Linked DNA regions of Sus scrofa: region 2 is linked to region 1. A link is a contact called in public HiChIP or PLAC-seq data. All regions are on one chromosome and are shown on one strand. The core of a region is the stretch at or near the end of the contact, and the rest is flanking DNA. Distances in the headings are between cores, read along the strand shown.

Region 1 (4,312 bases), core at 1,598-4,097:
TCATTGCTCCCTCTAGTGGTGATTCTAATGAAACTCAATTTTTACCCCCCCAAAACCTGGTTAAAGACAGTTCTTTCCCCATATACCAAGTCTCCACTAGAGAAAAAAAGCTTTAAGTATTCAACATATACACCAACATATCTTTAAGATTCTCTCTTCTGACCAAGACAGAATGATTTAATAGTGTCTGTCTGTTCCTAAAAGTACTAACAGAGAAAGAATCTGGACTATTACTGAGCTATTAAAAAGTAGAAACAAGACTGCAATCATTCCACTTTTCAAAAACCATAAAGATATTTAAATGAACACTGTATCCAGTAGTTGCGTAGCACTACCATTTATTTTACACTTCACGATGTTTAACTTAGGCTTCTAGCAAACAACACAGCATAACACCTCGAATTTTCATTGGGAAAAGAAACAGAGCCTAGGCTTGAAATCTCAAACAAGCAAGCAAATACTTTGCATTAAAAGCTCTGTATTATGGATTATCAGTTAAGATTGGGTCATTATACTGTTTTCAGTTGGTTAAATTAAAAAACTATAAATACTCAGAAACGAAGTTACAATGTCCAGAATGTATAATGAAAAAGAAACAGTCAAAAGTACTTTCTGACACAGCAAGGTATTTTATTCCTAGCAAATCGTACTACACCCTCAACCCACATTTCTAAAGAGGTTCCTCTCTCCATCCATGCATGATACTAATAAACATTCGGTTTTTTTCCTGTAGAATTAACCTTTCAGGATTCTGAAAAATTTATAAAGAAATTATCAAACTAGCTCTTGAGACACTTTAAGAACCGTCTGTTATAATGGTTACTTGGCATATTGATATTCGGATTCTTTATTTATTCCAAGTATTTTCAATAAATGCTCCTTAAACCCAAATAAATCTAATTAAAAACACATCTACAAATTTTTTACATATCACTAACAAAAGGGAAAAACTCATTACTTACCTCATTTCCAAACTTACCCGCTGTCCACTATTGATTACAAACAAAGTTATTTTATAAGCGTGCTTAGGGTCAAAGAAAATACCCAGGTAGACCCCCTTCGCTTCAGACCTTAAGCTTATCAATGTTATCAACCATGATTGCAAACATAAATGAGAAAAGCAAGTGACAAAGTTCAAATACATAGTAGCCCAGCCTAAAACAGTTCGGTATACAGCAATACACGTACTGAAGGGCTGAGCCACGTTTTAAGCAGAGCACAACTAAAATCATTTTTATTGCACTTTCATCTTAATTTCTAGCTTACCACGTAAAAAATTTCCCAGTAAAAATCTTACTTAAAAGCCGAGTAATTTCTACAATTCCTCATAAGGGAAGCCTTCAGGAAATTAAAAGGATTCGGAACCTTCGGCACACCGCCCCCCCCCAACCCCCGAAGACCACCTTCCCCACGACCTCCCGCATAACCTACAGGACCCTGATGGCTCCGAATTTCGGTTTTTCATTTCTAAAGCTTCCTGCCATGTAACCGCCTTCCTAATCGCCGCAAACCCAGCTAAAACCGCTACGCAAAGGAACAAGGGCTGAAAAACAGAACGTTTTCTTTGTACTACGTATGGCTCGCCTCAAACCCGGGCCCGACACCCTAGATCGTTTTACCTCCGAAGCCGAGCGACCGCCGCCCCTCCCCCCGCCCTGCGGTGCGGCGCCTGAACGCAATGGCGCCATTTCATCGAGGGGAAGGCAGCGAGCCTCTAATGAGGTGCGCAGGACTTTAAAGATCCAGGCTCCCAAACCCTCAGAATCCACCTCGAAACGGCATGAAAACGGCCCGAAAAGGAGAAAAAACCGGCGAACCACCTCTACTCTTTGATAAAAGACTCAAACTAGCTGAATTTAGAGAGTTACAAGGAAAACGCTGCGAGAAAGAGGAGAAACGAAAATGGCGGCCGCCAAATCCGGTTCCCGCGAGGGGGGGAGGGGAAGCCGCAGCCTCGCCCGCGAGGACCCGCAGCCCGCCGAAACGCTCCAACGCGCGGACGCCAGGGTCCCCAAACCAGCGTGCTGTAAAAAGGGAGTAAGAATTCCCGCCTCCGCGCCCCACTTCCACCGAAGTCGGCTTGCGTCCGCCATGTGGAAGTTCCCCATCCCCCACCCCCAGCAAAGGGAAATGGCGCCGGGAGCCTGAGGGTGGGGAAGGTGCGGAACGATCAGGCCTCCGCTAACGACCCCCCTTCAAAAGTACCCCGAGACCAACCGCTTCTGAAGTGGCCCAATTTCGCTGCCGCTCTCCCACGGAGGCGGGTGGCCGACTTCCAATAAGGCGCCAACGGCCTCGCCATGCCCTTTCCAACAACTCATTGATTTCAAACCCGTTACCTCCATCGCGGACTCAGTCGCTTCAGCCCGATTTCCCGCAGCCGAGCGAGATGAGAGAGATCTCCGCGGACGAACACGAACCGGACTCGTCCTGGCGCTGTAGTGAGAACTGCCGCTGCTCGAGAAACAACACCGCTAAGAGCACCTCCACTCGGGACCCGGCGCTGCTGCTACTGCCGCTAGAGCCGCTGCCGCCGCTTTTCTAGAACCTTCCCCCCGACTAACGCGTCCTGCCCTACGTCAGGCCGTTGCGTAAACGCCCTAACCGCCGCCAATGGCGGGAACGCTCTACGACCTCCTTGCGCCAAGTACGTGCCCCTCCCTCCTCGCAGCCAACAGTGGTGCTTGACGTCACTTGCGTAAAAGGGCTCTGTGAATTGCGGAAGGCTCGAGCCCTGCGTATTTCTCTCTCGGAATTAAGTCCAGTCCCCGCCCCCCGCCCAGCTTTAGCGCAGGGCAGGTGAGAAACGGTCGCGCAGTTTGAAATTAACACTGTGGGGAGGAGCTTAATCCTCAGCTTTCAGGTCCAGCCCCTCAACCCGGAAGGTGGTCCTTAGAGCAACGCTTTGATAATCCCAATACCCACCGCCCCCCGTCTCTAAAAAAAAAAATCTTTGTAGCCTTCTCTACAGCGCTTTCCCTCCTCCTCCCTGAATTGAGGACAGACTCGGCCTCTTCCGGAAACACCCGAAGCGACTTGTGGTCAACAAGTTACATTTCACGCCTCACCTACCTAACCTTGGACAACGCTTTTGGGGTCAACCTCTCGGGTTCAGGAGGTCTTTGGACAGGGTAATCTAACTCTTAGTTCCTAATTGAGTCCTCCCACCCAAGTTTTACACCCACCACCAGCATTTGGAGGCACCCAACCCCAGGGACTAGGAAGTGGGCGGAGTCCTGTTTTGGCGCCAGTGCAGCTGCTGCAAAGCAGGAACGCCTCCGCCGAGGAGACTCCGGTCACAGTCCCCGCTCCTCCCTCTCTTTCCCTCCCCTTTGGGGACCACCAGCCGCTACGCCCCGAACGGTGAGTGCCGGTGTCACCACCCCCTCCTTCCCCCACCCACCCTTCGGCTCGGGCTCGGGCTCGGGCTCCCGGCGGGCAAAGCGCGGCGCGCGGCCCCTCCCCCCCGCGGGGCGCGCGCTCACCCCCGCCCCTAGCGGCCGCCTGGCGTGGGCGGTGCCACCCCGCACCCCCCCCACCCCCAGCGGCGCGGCCCCGCGCGCAGCTCCCCAGCCCCCTCCCCCTCGGATGTGGCTGGAGCTAGAGGCGCGCAGGGCCGAGGACGCCGCAGACCTGGGACCCGGAGCAGCTCTGAGGCGGTGAAGTCGGTGTCTTTATTTTCCCCTACCTTTCACTCCGTGGTCTTGCTTCAGATACCACTTGCGCCCCAGAGACCCTCCCCCCAGTTCCCCGCTTCCCATCCTTCCCGGCCCGACCCCGAGTCGGAGCTGGCGGGAAGGAAACAGGCGAATGGAGACCCCGCGGTGGGCCTGGTGCTGGGCCGGTGTCTCTAGTTGGTCGAGGGGACGAGACTGCTCGTTATGAGGTTGAGAACTGTGGCGACAGCTGCCTTATTTGTAGACAAAGCGCGTTTCTTCCTCCCCTCCCCCATCCCGGAGCTACATGAGGGGTCCTCCTCCCTCTCCCGGACTCGGTCGGCGACTCGGGCCTCCAGGGAGGGCTGTGCATTCTCCCGCATCCGTGCGGCCCGAAGTCCGGAGGCAGCGGCGGGCGCTCCGTTACGAGGCCGCCTTCGGGTCGGGGAGGCGCGGGCCCCGTGGCGCAGTGCCCTTGAGCCCCCGCGCCGCGGCCTTTGTTTCTCCCCGCGGATGCGCTGACCATGCGGCCCGCGCTCGCGTGTGGGGGGCGGGGGCCGGGCTCGAAGGCCTTATTAAGCCGGGTGGGGCTGGGGCTTAAGGGCAGCGGCTGAACGTCCGGAAAGAGGTGATTTGTTTTCAGAAGTGGCACGAAA
Region 2 (4,518 bases), core at 1,536-4,035, 90 kb before region 1:
CAAGCAATGAGACCATGCCCAGGTGTGCAGAATTCACAACCAAAGGAAATGCAACCTCATCAGGGAAGCCACACATCATGGAATAGAAAGAAGAATCCAAGGAAAAGCCGCTGGTGAGTAAGAGCCCTGAGGGAGTGCTTGGGGACACCATGCTTCAGGACTGGGTCACAGGGAGTTGGCATCTAACAAGGCAGCATGGGTCATTCAGGCCACCCAAAAAGCCAGAACTGAATGGCATCTCTTGCCCCTTTCAGTGAAGCTGTGGTTCTGAACCAATAGCAAAAAGGCTTTCCCCCACCACCTCATCACCCCACCACCCCACCACCCCATCTAGCTTAGGTGCAGCTGTAGTTGATGCGAACTTGACACAGGTGGGCTGGCCTCCGTGGGCCTCCAACTTTAGTGGGCAGAGGAATCACCTGGGTGTTTGTCAAATATACAGGTTCCTGAGCCCTCTCTCTCCAGAAATTCAGACTCTGATAGGCAAGGGAGAGAGGGCGATGGTTGAGTTCACAGCCCACTCACACCTGGAAATCACTGAAGAAAGAAGCACAATTTCCACGACGGCATTTAGGGCAATTTCCACCTGTGGGCAAGCATGTATTAAGCAAGGATAAGGAACCAGGAGGGTCCTGGACCCTGGTTGTTTTTTTAAAAAATATATCTTAGGGCTTTCTGATAAGGAACATATAAATGAACTGAAAGTGTGTGTGTATGTAATTTAATTAAGGAAAGACAGGAAAATGGGATGGGAGAGGGAGATGACAAATGGCTAAAGGCACACGCATCCCTTCATCTCCCATAACATTTCTGGAGCATGATCAGATTTCCTCTATTCATCTACAAAAAAAAAAAAAAAGATAATAAGATAGTGATATGAATGAGGTCAGGGAGTTCCTGGGAGGCCCTTTCTTAAATAGTAGCAGGTGGAGTAACTGGCAGTCACAGAACAAGCGGAGTGTCAGGTCAGGACAAGGAGATCACATATCGAGGGCTGACATGAGCAAGAGCAGAGAGAGGGCCACTGTTGGCTTGACTAATATGTGGCTTAAACCATAGCTGGTTCTTTTGACAGCTAGTAAAATAGAGAAATAGACTTTAGAATTAATTTTTTTTTTTTTTTTTTTTTTTTTTTGCCTTTTCCAGGGCCGCTCCCGCAGCATATGGAGGTTCCCAGGCCAGGGGTGTAATTTGGAACTGTAGCTGCCGGCCTATGCCAGAGCCACAGCAACGAGGGATCCGAGCTACGTCTGCAGCCTACACCACAGCTTATGGCAATGCCAGATCGTTAACCCACTGAGCAAGGCCAGGGATCGAACCCACAACCTCATGGTTCCTAGTCGGATTCGTTAACCACTGCGCCATGACGGGAACTCCTAGAGTTAATTTTAGAGTAGAGGAACTAAAGGTCAGATGTGGTAAATTTTTTGTGCTGGACCACGTGGATGGAGCCACGACTTGAACTTGAACTCAGATCCTCTTTGATGCATACGTTGGACTTACACGGTTCATCCTCGGTGTGAATGGCTAGCCGGCCGCATAAGTAAAGATAAAGCTAATACCAGCCCTGACAGGACAGTTTGTACCGGGAGCATGGCAGGCTGCAGTAAATACTTGTCAGTATACACGATGTCAGTACACGACGCTGGGTCAGATGGCCTTGAAGGGTCCGAGTCCAGCACCTGATGGCTTCTTGGTGAAACAGGCTGAAAATCAAACACGCTGCGCGGATCCCTTCTTTATATGCCCAGGACAGTACTAATAGCTAACACTTTCTGAACCCTTTCTAGGTCCTGGGCCTTTGTTTTACATACGAAGTTAATTATGACAACAATCCTGTGAGACAGAACTATCATTTTGCAGAAGAGGAAAAAGAGGCCCAGAGAGGTGAATGAACACAGGCCCTTGTTTCACAGAACTCGTTGTAAAATTTTGAGAACAAGTACATTCTGACTTACGGCTACTAGATAGGATTTCTTAGTGCAATAGGAATTTGGGATTGTTAGGGCAACAGGAGTTAGCCCTTTGGAAAAATCATTATAGGCTGCAGCACTGGAGGAACGCTTGTGGTAGAGGTGAGATTTGAGCTGCATCTTAAAAGAGTGAGAGGTGAGAGAGGGAGGCATTAGGGATAAGGGAAATGGCGTAAATGAAGGCATAGGGACAGGAATAAAGAGGGGATGCTCAGAGTTCCCATCGTGGCTCAGTGGCTAACGAATCCAACTAGGAACCATGAGGTTGCGGGTTCGATCCCTGGCCTTGCTCAGTGGGTTAAGGATCAGGCGTTGCTGTGGCTCTGGCGTAGGCCGGCAGCTGTAGCTCCGATTAGACCCCTAGCTTGGGAACCTCCATATGCTGTGGGGGCGGCCCCAGAAAAGCAAAAAAAAAAAAAGAGGGGATGCTCAGTGGGGCTTCCTGCTTGAGATGGAGTCTGTGTGTCAGGGGTTAGTGAGAAGCAAGTGGAGAATAGCAGGTGGAGTCAGGTCATAAAGGACTTACATCCAGGCAAGAACATCTGGCTGATTATTTAAGAAGCCAGACTATTTTCTTTCTTTCTTTTTTGGTCACACCTGAGGCCTGCAGAAGTTTCCAGGCCAGGGCTTGAACCGGTGCCACAGTAGCAACCCAAACCACTGCAGTGACAATGCTGGATCCTTAATCCGCTGGGCCGCAGGAGAACTCTGAGTCAATTTTCTTGAGTAGGAAACAGCCCAGCTAGAACTAAGCATACAGGACATTAGCATGGCCACACCCTGTAAGAAGATCCAAACGGGGCAGCAGCTTGAATGCCTGGAGATCCGTATGCCCGGCTGAATTAATCCAGGCCTGGAGGCAGTAGAAATGGAGAAAAGGAGATGTATGGGTGAGACCGTGTTATTAAAAAAAAAAACCATGCTGAGTCCTCTTGTTGGCGAGGCCCAGGGCTAAGAACCTGAGAGCTCATCTTGTTGCAGGTCGCAGCAGTCCTGGCAGGGGAGGCCACTGTCCCCATTCTAAAGAGGAAAAAGCCAGGGTCCTGATTCCTGAGCTTGTTATACTCTTAGTGACATGGACAGGCTCTGGCAGCAAAGAGATGTCTCAGCTTCTTATCAGGAATGACTGCTCTGAATGGGTCCAGAGCCATGTGAGAGCAGAGGTAGTTGGAGGTGACGGATTCTGTTTACAGTTAGTTGGCTCTGAGCTTACACTGTGTTTGTGCCGGGAGTTAAGAGTAGCAGTGACGTAAGACAGAAAGAGAAAGACAAACACCATACAGTGTCACTTACATGTGGAATCTAGAATATTCACAGGAGTTCCCGCTGTGGTGCAGTGGGTTAAGAATCAGACGACAGTAGGTCGCTGAGGAGGTGAGGGGTCGATCCCCAGCCCAGCACAGTGGGTTAAAGGATCCAGCACGGCTGCAGCTGTGGTGTAGGTCAGATTCAAACCCCGGCCCGGGAACTTCCCTATGTTGCTGGTACAGCCATTTTAAAAAGTTAAAAATTTAAAAAAATAGTGACATAAGTGAACCTATGTATAAAACAGAATCAGACTCACAGACATAGAGAACAGACGTGTGGTTGCCAAGGGGGAGGAAGAAGGGAGTGGGAGGGACTGGGAATCTGGGGTTAGTAGATGCAAACTGTTACATTTGGAATGGGTAAGCAATGAAGTCCTGCTATATAGCATAGGGAACCATATCCATTCTTTTGGGACCATGATGGAAAATAATACAAAAAACGAATATGTGTGTATGACTGAGTAACTTTGTTCTACAGCAGAAATTGGCCCGACATTGTAAGTCAACTATACTTTAGAACAGCAGAAAAAAAAAAGGGGGTAGATGGAGAGCAGTTTATCTCTGAGCTTGGAGGCCAGCTTAAAGATGGCAGCTGTGCCTAGGAGAGCCCTGGGGGCCTTTCCTGACCATCTTTGCATCCCAAGACCTCATTTCATCCCCATGACAGTCCTAGAAGTGAGTACTGCTTGGTCCCTGTGGAACGCAACACACTGAGATTTCAGATGCCAGCCAGACACCACCCACGCCCAAAGCCGCGCACATCAGGATGTCTGCTGGCCGGACCAGAAGTCAGGGTCGCATCTCCTAACACTGCTCCCTTCGGGGCCTTTCATTGCAGGCTGCAGATTAAAAGGCGTCCGAAAACAGAAAAAACAAAAACACACCTTTTCTGAAAGACTTCTGGCGCTCTAATCTGAGAATGGTCAAGAGAGAGTTTTAACAAAGCGACATAGCGCGGTAAACTGTATGTGTAAGTTTTCTTCCCTTTTATTGAACATTCTTACTCCGTGATTATACAATAGCTCTTTAAAAACAGACAACATAAACTGTGACAGATTTGTCCCCATCTTGCAAATATCACCCCTTCAGGGGCCTTTGGAGCATCTGGGAAAGTAAATCTGCCAATCCACCAGCAGATGTCTCTGTTTTTCCTAAATGAATGGCACTCCCTCTGTTCTCAGCCGCTAAATTTCTGATCCAATTAAAGAAAACCCTTTCTTAACTTGTCCCCAGAGATC

What was found. HiChIP or PLAC-seq counts read pairs in DNA pulled down with a chosen protein or histone mark.
Region 2: a contact with region 1 is called in an H3K27ac HiChIP or PLAC-seq map of skeletal muscle. The contact joins the enhancer-like site here to the promoter of CBX3 in region 1. A contact is called at or near these places in 1 of 5 promoter capture datasets (liver), 4 of 47 Hi-C or Micro-C datasets (embryonic fibroblasts, fetal heart ventricle, fetal skeletal muscle and 1 more) and 1 of 2 datasets of contacts at active chromatin or transcription factors (skeletal muscle).

What each region holds. Positions count from the first base shown.
Region 1 is chr18:46,203,649-46,207,960 of Sscrofa11.1, reverse strand. It overlaps CBX3 (chromobox protein homolog 3), which reads left to right and starts at 2,847. Exons shown (of 5, transcript XM_021078986.1): 1 at 2,847-3,363. It overlaps HNRNPA2B1 (heterogeneous nuclear ribonucleoproteins A2/B1), which reads right to left and starts at 2,797. Exons shown (of 13, transcript XR_002340389.1): 1 at 2,340-2,797.
Region 2 is chr18:46,293,353-46,297,870 of Sscrofa11.1, reverse strand. LOC110257554 (a long non-coding RNA gene) reads left to right here. Exons shown (of 4, transcript XR_002340331.1): 3 at 1-113; 4 at 4,119-4,518. Among named protein-coding and RNA genes, the nearest start is that of NFE2L3, 45 kb to the right of the region's middle. Within about 2 kb of position 2,785, at least 2 of the 83 cell types and tissues checked have an H3K27ac peak or open chromatin away from gene starts, as enhancers often do. A contact at or near this core is called in skeletal muscle, where this site is marked.